Regions from separate parts of the Mus musculus genome. Here region 1 is linked to region 2. Evidence: chromatin contacts called from public promoter capture Hi-C data. All regions are on one chromosome and are shown on one strand. The core of a region is the stretch at or near the end of the contact, and the rest is flanking DNA. Distances in the headings are between cores, read along the strand shown. Region 1 holds the start of Inha (inhibin alpha). Region 2 holds the start of Cfap65 (cilia and flagella associated protein 65).

Region 1 (5,092 bases), core at 562-3,061, 570 kb before region 2:
TGGGATCCTGGCACAGTGGGGGATGGATTCCCCCCTCCCTTTAAAGATCAGACATTAGGATATTAAAGTTGAGCCTTGATCAGAGGACTTTATCTTGGCTCATTATTTCTCGCCCCTTCCTCGCCATCCATCCCCAGCTTTCCTTTCAGGAAGCCAGGAACCCGTGGCTGCTGGCGGCTGCAGCTTATGGTAGTGTACATCAGATACCATGGAGTGATTCTCACACCTTGGGTGCATGGGTGTGTTTTGTTGCTTTTGCTCCATCTCAGCATGTCAGAAACTTTAAATGATAAATTTCTTTTTAAAATTATTTTCTTCATTTACATTTCAAATGCTATCCCCAAAGCCCCCTATACTCTCCCCTCGCCCTGAAAAGATAAATTTCTTAAAGGCACCGTGTTTTTGAAAGACAGCTTACAGGGTAGGGAGACAGCTCAGTTGAAGTACTTGTTGTGTCTGCATTAGGACCAGAGTTCAATCCCAGGACCGACATAAAGAACTGGATGCGATCTCACAGGACCGAGGAGACAGACACCCGTCAGGCTAACTAATTAGTGAGGTCCTGGTTCAGTGAGAGACTGACTCAAAAACAATGGTGGAGAGTGACTAAGGAAGATGTTCAGGGTCAACCTCTGACCTCCCCGCATTTCCAGGCATATGCATAAACTAACGAAGACAGAGGAGGAGGAAAAGAGAAAGAATGGAAGGGAAAGGAGAAGAGAGCAGAGGTCAGCCCTTCCCAGGGAAGTGTAGCTGCCATTTCTGGTCCAGTGGACACAGACTATGGGAAATATTATGGGCCAGCTGTAGTCAAGACTGCAATTGGGGCCGTACTAGAACACAGTCCCTCGCGTTACAAATTCTAACAACTGATCCATTCTCAAGACAAGACACTGAGGCGGCTGACAGTCAGCTAGTAAGTGGCAAGACTGGGATTCCACTTGATATGAAATCCATACTTTCGGTACTACTACTACGCTGCCTGGAGATGAAGGCAGGGAAGCGAGGAGACCTCAGAGTGAGCCAGATGGGGCTTGGGGAGAGTAGGGGGCACAAAACGCAGGACAGACCACAGGCAGCAACAGAAGCTGTCTCTACAGAGCCTTAGCTTCCCCTTTTGTATTCCAGGCATGCTAGGCTCACTGGATCAGTCCCGCTTGAGAAGTAGAGGCTACCACCTATCTGATGTTGAGGTAGAGGCTACCACCTGTTTGATGTCGATCAGAGGGGCTTAGGAACTGGCCCCTTGCCGCAAAGCCAGCTGAGTTGTGGGGCTGCCATTCATACCCAGAGCTGCCTGATTCCCAAGCCCATGAAGTAGGTACCGGCTACTCTTCAAAGTTGACCTGCCAATCCCCAACTTCATTACCTGTAGCTGGGAAAAGGATAGCCTGGGAGACATCTTCCTCCTCTGGTTCAGAGGTCCTGTGCATGAAACCCCCAACGGCATGTCTTCGAGGCAGACGCCTTATTCCAGGATCCCCACCTTCCCCATCCATTGCTGGGGGCCCCAAGGCATCTAGGAATAGAGCCTTCACCTTGGCCAGGACGAGCTCCCGGACAAGTTCGGGTCCCTGGCAGCTGTCCACATCCCGTAGGGTCAACAGCAAAAGGAGCAGCAGAGACCGCTGGCTCACCATAGTTCACTTGCCCTGATGACAGGGAACCCACACGCTGCCCTGTGCCCTTTCTGTCTAGGACCTCCCCACTGTCCCCTCCCCATCCCACTGCTGGCCTTCTTCTACCCTTCTCACCCCAGTCTCCCCCAGTCCTTCCCACGCCCCACAGTCCCAGTCGCCCCTGCCCATGGCATTGAGACCTCCTATCTCTGACGCAGATGTCTGTGGCCCTGAGCCTTATCTCCCACTCCCGCCAAGAATGTGGGGGAAGGGGCTGTGATGGGTATTCACCCCAAGTGACCTGACCCATTCAGGCAAGCATACAACCCACTCCTCAAATACACACACACACACACACACACACACACACACACACACACACACACACACATAGAATCTACATCAGGTACCACAGGTGCCTGGGTGCTTAAGGTTGACCAGTCATCAAATCATTTGTCAGAAGGACAGAATGCACCACCCCCCTCAGACTTTCTGGCGCTCTTTTCAATCCTAGCAGCTGCTAGGCCAACGTGGGAGGGTAGACCTAGGGTTGAGGCTCTGGGCCGAGGGCAGGTGGTCCCGCCTGCTCTATACTTAGCCTGGAGGAGCCAGTCTGAGCTCTTGTCCTCCAGCTGTGTCATCAGAGAATATTTTTGGGATTGGCAGCTGCAGGCGACAAAGTCACTCAAGCCCAAGCCAGGCCCGCAGTTGGAGACCTGGAGGCCGGAGGTGGGAGGGAGGGAGGAGAAAGAGGCCCAGGCTGTGGGAGGGGGCTGGAAAGAGAGACTCCCAAGAGCAGGAAGCCCGGCCGCGGGCAGTCTAGGCTGTAGGGCCCCTCGCTGAGCAGGCAAACAGGAAGGACAGCCCCCTGAGCTCTGGGCTCCCGGCCCGGGAATTGCCGCGTAGCAGGGCTGCGGCCAGGGTCCAGGGTAAAGAGGCGAGCGGTCACAGGAGTCCCACCGGTCCCGGCGCCCGCTCCGCCACGCCCTGGTCTCGGCTCCCGGCCTTCCCGCGCGCCCAGGCGAGCCATCTGCAGCGGCCGCAATGAAGGCCGGATCAGGGGATCAGGGGAGCCCCCCGTGTTTCCTACGCTTCCCGCGGCCCGTGCGGGTGGTAAGTGGAGCGGAGGCCGAGCTCAAATGCGTGGTCCTGGGAGAGCCGCCGCCCACTGTCGTGTGGGAGAAAGGCGGGCAGCAGCTGGTGGCCTCCGAGCGCCTAAGCTTTCCGGAGGACGGCGCCGAGCACGGCCTGCTGCTGAGCGGCGCGCTGCCCACCGACGCCGGGGTCTACGTGTGCCGCGCCCGCAACGCGGCCGGAGAGGCCTACGCGGCGGCCGCCGTCACCGTGCTGGAACCCCCGGCCCCCGAGCCGGAGCCCGAGTCCTCCGAGTGTCCGCTGCCAACACCGGGCACCGGGGAGGGCGCCCCGAAGTTCCTGACGGGGCCCCAGTCCCAGTGGGTGCTGCGAGGGGAGGAGGTGGTGCTGACGTGCCAGGTGGGAGGCCTTCCGGAGCCCAAGCTGTACTGGGAGAAGGATGGGATGGCCTTGGACGAAGTATGGGACAGCAGCCACTTCAAGCTGGAGCCCGGCCGCGGCGCGAGTGACGAGGGCGCGAGCCTGACGTTGCGCATCCTGGCGGCACGGCTGCCCGATTCCGGGGTGTACGTGTGTCACGCCCGCAACGCGCACGGCCACGCGCAGGCGGGCGCGCTGCTCCAGGTGCACCAGCCCCGCGAGAGCCCGCCCCAGGATCCCGATGAGAACCCCAAACCCGTGTTGGAGCCGCTCAAAGGCGCGCCCAAGACCTTCTGGGTGAACGAGGGCAAGCACGCCAAATTCCGCTGCTACGTGATGGGCAAACCTGAGCCCGAGATCGAATGGCACTTGGAGGGCCGCCCTCTGCTCCCCGATCGCCGCCGCCTCATGTACCGCGACCGCGACGGCGGCTTTGTACTTAAGGTGCTCTACTGCCAGGCCAAGGACCGTGGGCTCTACGTGTGCGCGGCGCGCAACTCGGCGGGCCAGACCCTAAGCGCGGTCCAGCTGCACGTGAAAGGTAGAGCACCGTGCTTCCAGTGCCCCCAGAGGTCCTTCTTGCTCATGTCCACCCCCATGTCCGGAGGAATATTGAATTCCAGTACACTGATGAATTTCTTAGCCAGCTACCCAGGTGGTAAAAACCACTAAGCCAAGGAATAGACTGTGTAAATCTTAACAATCCTAGAACATTCTTATCCTTTATTCTTTCTTTTAGGCCTTCTTTCCCAACTGGATTCCCATTGGTAGCAATATCTGTAAAATAATAGGAGCATGTTGTGGGAGTAAATAACTAGGGCTAAATTTATAATATGCTAATCGGTGAGAAAAAGGGGGCTGCTGTATTGAAAACACACATTTGGAGTGGAGGCTGTGTTCACAGCTTCGGGGGCCCGGAATCTGTTAGGAAGGCTGGTGCAAACCTCCCAGCAGCCACTGCTCATTCACAGGAGAGGTGGATGTGTCAGAGGAAAAACACCAGCCAGTCTGGATTCTTTTAAGTTTCAAAGAAGATGAAAGCAAAAGAGATGGGGGGGAGAGGTGACCTTACACGTTTTCAGTACCCATGAACAGAAAATCCAGAGAAAACAAGGCACTCTCGAGTCACATTGGAAGCTAAGGCTCCCCTTAATAGGACTTGACCACCACGATTTGAGGGGTTACATTTTCACTGGTGATTGCCCAACTTGTTCCTTCAAGGAAAACATGCTTGGGAAGTTCCCTTGAGTCCTGCCTGACACTTAACCAAGTGTGTGGTATCCGAGCTGTGACAGTGTCCTCACTGCGTCCTGCTCAGACTTGCCAGGCCAGTGAGAAACTGCAATGTCCTCAAGAAAGTAAAGAAACTTCTCCCAGTGGGGCCAAACCTTGTTTTCCTCAGCAAGTTAACTCTCTGGTGGTTTCCAAGTTCCGAAATATGGTTTTGAAATGCTTAGAATGCTATATTAAAATGAAATTCAATGCAGATCCTTGAAGAATTGGGAGATGCTGTGTAGTGTTAGGGACGGTTTGAAAACCACTGATCTGGTTGAATGTTTGCCGCCTCCCCTCCCCCATTTAACACATGAGCAGATTGAGACCCAGAAATGTTATAAGACGTGTCCAAGGTGATATCGGGGTCAGGCTGGGAATTAGGCCAACTAACTTAGCTGGGAATTCGGCCGCCATTCCTAGCCTGCTAGGAAGAGCAAGTATGTGTTATCCTCCTCAGCTAGTCTCTCGCTCCTGCTCCTGCTCCTGAGCCTTCTCTCCTTCTCTTTCTACAGAACCCCGCCTACGGTTCACCCGGCCCCTGCAGGATGTGGAGGGTCGGGAACACGGGATTGTGGTGCTGGAGTGTAAAGTACCTAACTCTCGAATTCCCACCGCCTGGTTCCGGGAGGACCAACGGCTGTTACCCTGCCGCAAGTACGAGCAGATCGAGGAGGGCGCTGTGA
Region 2 (5,023 bases), core at 202-2,701:
TTTTTCTTATTGGGTTCTCTGAGGTCCCCCCCCAAATCCTGCATAAGTATTCTCAATTTTTTTTGGCATAAGTATGAAAAGGAAAATTTTGTTTATTCATTTCTATTCATCATTTCATCATTCATTATTCCATTACATTCATTATCATTCATTCACTTATTGTCATTTATACCCCCCACTTTTTTTGTCCATAAGGTCCAGCTGAGTCAGACTGATTAAAAAAAAAAAAAGAAGAACTTGAAGAAAAACAAAAAAAGGGAGAAATCATTACAGGAGCTCCAAATAGCATCAACGTCATCACGTTCAAAGTACAGCCTTCAGATTCTGAGAAACCAGCGAGACACTCACTGAGTTCCACGTTCCTTAATCCCCAAAGAATTCCAGGCTTAGTTGGGCTGGCATGACTTAACCGACCTCCTGGACCTCCCTTGCAGCAGCCCTGCCCTCCCCCGCTCATGTGATCCCTCAAGCCAACTCAGGTCACTTTGTCACCTCAGTCCATCGCCTACCTCCCACAAGTGAACCCCAATCCTCCAAACTGCTCGTTTATTTTCTGGGTTTGCTTCCAGCTCTCTGAGCTCTCCCTCTATAACCACACCACACCCCTTTCATTCTGAGGAGGAATGGGTTCACTGTTCAGGCAGTAAAACTCTTTAATTGCCGAAGAATGAACTTTGAGATTCTTGGCTTTTTCTACGTCGCCTTCATCCAATGATACCTTTCTCACAGCGTGCACACCAGTGCACAGACAAAAAAGAATTTCTTCATACATTAACTTTTGTCTCTCTTCAAACAAGTTAATTTTCTTTGGTCTCAGACCAAAAGATATCTGGAAGAAAATGCCAAAGGTGTTCTCTTTCGGCAGCAGAAGGAGCACATTTATAAATCCTATGCAGTAAGAAATAACCAGAGGCTGTTTTCAATGAACCATCATGATCATAGGGAATGAGGCTCTGAGTCTAGATCAGTCTACTTCAAGAGATTAGGAATGACTCCCATTCAGGCAATCTATGATTTTTGAGCCCAACAGTAATCTATGAATAAGGTGGTCAAATAAAGTAATTGCCAGGACACCATGAAAATTGGGGGAACCATGTTTACCTTGTCTGGAATGGAAAAAGACCACAGTTGGTACTACAGCAGGGAAAATCTTGGATTCAATACTTAACATAGGGAGATTAAATTTGAGCAGGCATTGACTGGGTGTGTAGCTTAGTGATGATCAAAGCTTTAATTCTTAGCACAAAAAGAAAAAAATATATAAAGAAAGTTAAAGAAAAAAGAAGAAAAAGGAAAGGAAAGAAGAAAAAAGAGAGAAAATAAAGGAAAAGAAATGAAATGAAGAGAAAAACAAAACAAAAAGAAACGGACTCATTCGCTTTCTCTGAACCTTGGCTCTTTTGGGTTGCCGTCGTTGCCATGGGATACCAAAAGACGCTGTGTCCCGAGCGTCCTGTATCTACGGAGACGTTAGCACAGCGTTTGCATGAGTTCTAAACGTTGGAGGCCAGCGAGAGGAACAAGGAACGGTATCTGTACTAAAAACCCCTTTTACAGGAAATCGTGGCGGGTCTTCAGAAAGTCCTTTCGTTGTGGGCGAGATTAATTAGATGCGGGGGCCAGGAGACCCTGAGAAGCCCCATAAGTACATTTTGTTCCCTTCGTTTTAAGGCTTCCTTCCTCAGCTCTACTTGACCACTCCTTACCCTCACCCCTACTCCCGGTTTTTTCACCTGTCGTTTGTAAAATTTTAAGATCAGAAATTAGGCAAATAAAAGAAACTGATAAAATACCCCCACCCCCGAAACTAGAAAATTGGTTTAAAACAAGCCCCCCCCAAACACACACACACACACACACACACACACACACACACACACACACACACACACACACACAACTGCACGTTTTTTCACAGCAAAATGTTGCAAATGACCTTCTCTGTTCCCGGAAAGGCTCCATGCTTCCTGCCTTAAGTCCCGGCTGGACCACTTTTCTACCTTATTTTGTCTCTTCTCTAGCCTTTCAGAGATAGATTGGTGTATTGAGTGGGGACTTTTTCAGAGAGGCAAGGCAGACTGTCTGTTGAATCCCCTGATGTCTGAGAGATCAGGGACTAGGGACAGGACCTAAAGCTATCCAAGGACAGAAAAGTAACAGCTCTCCTCCCCACCCGCAGCTTGCATTTCTTGGGTTCTGTCTGAACACCCACTTTACATTTGGAGGTAGGAAGCTTGTTTTGTACAAGTACCTGCTGTATCAGACCTGTTTGGTAAATGCTCTGTGAGGGAATGCATGGGATGAGGACAGTAACTTGAAATGGTTTCCTCCAGTGTTAGAGAACCTTCTAGGAACAAATGAGCCAACAGAGGGTTTCTCTGGCTGGTGGAGAGAGAATGAGATTGTCTTTGGGAAATGTGTAAACTGCTAAAGGTAATCATGAGATTGTTACATTATAACATGGGGACCTTAATTAACCACCAACTTGAAGAAGGAGATGTTTTAGGTTAAATTAAAAGCAAGTCATGGCCAATCATGATGGTTCATGTCTTTAATCCCAGCGCTTGGAAGACAGAGGCAAGTGGATCTCAGAGTTTGAGACTAACCTAGTCTGTAGATCTAGTTCCAGGACAGCCAGGGCTACACAGAGAAACCTTGTCTCAAAAGAAAAACAAGGAAAAGAAGGCAAATCACATGTAACGATAAACAACTGTAGGGATTAAAATATCTGTTGAAAACCTCACAATACTGTCTGGATTGTTAGTCAAATTGATACTATTTGGGATATGGACAATCTTACTTAAAGAAGTGAAAAAAAATACTAAACAATGTGAAATATAGAAATAAGTTCAAAAATAAGTATTACAGCTTTGCTGTCCAGTGTAGTAGCTACTAGGCAACTTTAACTATTGAGCACTTGAAATCTGGGTGGTCTGAATTGAGATAAACTGTGAATATAAGATGTGCTGGACTGGAGAGAAAATTCAGTGCTTAAGATATTCATTCTCAGCATACACATATTGGGTGACTCACAACTGCCTCTAACTCTAGAGCCAGGGAATCAAATACCCCCTCTGGCTTCCACCAGTACCACCTGCATGTGGCAAACACACACACACACACACACACACACACACACACACACACACACACACATACACACACACACACACACACACACACACACATGCACGCACAAATAAAAATTTAAATTAAAAAGAATTAGATGCACTGCTGGGTGTGGTGGTGCACACCTTTAATCCCAGCACTTGGGAGGCAGAGGCAATGGGATCTCTGAGAGTTCAAGTCCAGCCGAAGCTACTTAGTGAGGCTATGTCTAAAAACAAACAAAGTCAAACAAACCAACCAAATAGCAAGTTGAACAGACTGTGGAGAACAAGCCAGTAAGCAGTGTTCCTCTACTGTTCCTGCCTCCAGGTCCCTGTCTTCAATTCCTGCCCTGACTTTCCCGAGAGTTGTAAGAGAAGATTAACCCTTTGCTCTTCCAAGTTGCTTTTGGTCATAGTGTCTGTGACAGCAATAGAAAGCAAACTAAAACACGTGTAGTCATGGAAGAAAAGGGCTACACCAGCCTTATTCCAAAATCCCTCCTCCATGTGGTTTCTGGAGTGGTACTTTAGGCCACTGAGCAAAGCTCTGGGCCTTTTGTTCAGCCTCGTGCCTCAAGGCGCCACCTCATAGCAATAGCACTTGTCAAAACAGAGAGCAAACTCCTCCTCCATCTCAACTAGGAAGAGTCTTCTTTACCAACTCTCTTTCTCACTTCCTCCTCTGCTCCTCTCAACTCCAGACTCGTCTGCTGATCTGGTAGGGATTTTTGGCTTTGCTAGATGCTCATCCAGAAAAACCAATGCCACATCACGAGGACCAGGGAGAACTGTGACTGTACAATGAACACTGTGAATGAAGATTTGTGCCTGAGTGCCAGCACACTGGGAAGTAGCAGTGTCACCACCCAGGTGAGGGTATGGCTGGGGTGGTGGATCAAGTGTGGCAAGACCAAGTGGGGGCCATGGTCACAGTACAATAGGGTGAACGTCTGGGGGACAGACTTTCCCATATACACTCTGGCACTCACCCTCCCTAGATGGAGCCCTGGGCAGACCTGAGTGCTGGGAACTATGGTTCCCATATGGTTCTGTGAAGGTAACTTTTATTCCCCCTAAGGTAATTGTCATCTCAAAGGTTTACTGCCTCAGTCTGCTAACCTGGGCCTCGTCTTGGAAGCTTGTAGCCTCTGTACAACCTAAGCCTAGAATGTCTCCAGCCTCTGAGACTTGCTGCTGAATAAGCTCACCCTTTCTAGTTCTTTCTGATCTCTGTCTGGCTGGTTCAACCCAGCTATTCTGGCTTTAACTTCTCTCCACACTGACTGATTCAAACTGGATTCTTTCAGCTTCTCCTGGCTTGCTCTGCTTAACCTCAAACTAACTCTGGCAATCTGTTCTAAACTTCTGGATCCTTCTCATTCTCTGGCTCCTCCTGTCTTCACCTGGATCTAGCTTGTTCTCTCTCTGCAACCTGTCTCTCTATAACTGTTCCCAAAAAACTGTCCCCACCTTCTACACTGTCCCTCAAGTGGCTTCTCTTTCCCCTCTCTTCTCGTGAGAGTTGGGCATATCCTAGTCTGTCAAATATTTTCTCTGATTTGTCGCTTTGTCTGCTACTGAATTAGGCAGCACTTTTAAATGTGAGTTCTTCCTTCTACAAACTTTACCTTCATTGTTTGGGATTAAAGATATGTACTAAGGCCGCGTCTGTATTCCAGCCAGGGGAATTAAAGGTGTGTGCTAAGGCTGAGCCACACCACAGCTAGAAATAGGTTTGTCCAATAAACAACACAATCTTGGGGTTCACATTGTGATCATATATCCTGCAATGCCATGCCCAAGGGTGAGGGACTTTCATCACCCCATAAGTGCTAAAAGCAGGATGAAGCTGCGAGATCTTGGTCTGTTTCCTAAGTCTCGACTTCTTCTCCTTTTATGCCACCTGAACAGCT

Evidence for each region. Promoter capture Hi-C pulls out the DNA fragments that hold promoters and counts their contacts.
Region 1: a contact with region 2 is called in a promoter capture Hi-C map of pre-B cells, with 5 times the contacts expected there. The contact joins the promoter of Inha here to the promoter of Cfap65 in region 2. A contact is called at or near these places in 2 of 39 promoter capture datasets (hippocampal neurons and pre-B cells) and 1 of 115 datasets of contacts at active chromatin or transcription factors (embryonic stem cells).

What each region holds. Positions count from the first base shown.
Region 1 is chr1:75,503,796-75,508,887 of GRCm38.p6, reverse strand. Inha (inhibin alpha) reads right to left here and starts at 1,811. Exons shown (of 2, transcript NM_010564.5): 1 at 1,370-1,811. The coding sequence starts at 1,640. It overlaps Obsl1 (obscurin-like 1), which reads left to right and starts at 2,436. Exons shown (of 20, transcript NM_178884.5): 1 at 2,436-3,675; 2 at 4,922-5,092. The coding sequence starts at 2,664.
Region 2 is chr1:74,932,027-74,937,049 of GRCm38.p6, reverse strand. It overlaps Cfap65 (cilia and flagella associated protein 65), which reads left to right and starts at 1,451. Exons shown (of 33, transcript NM_001039495.1): 1 at 1,451-1,529; 2 at 3,812-3,980; 3 at 5,022-5,023. The coding sequence starts at 3,852.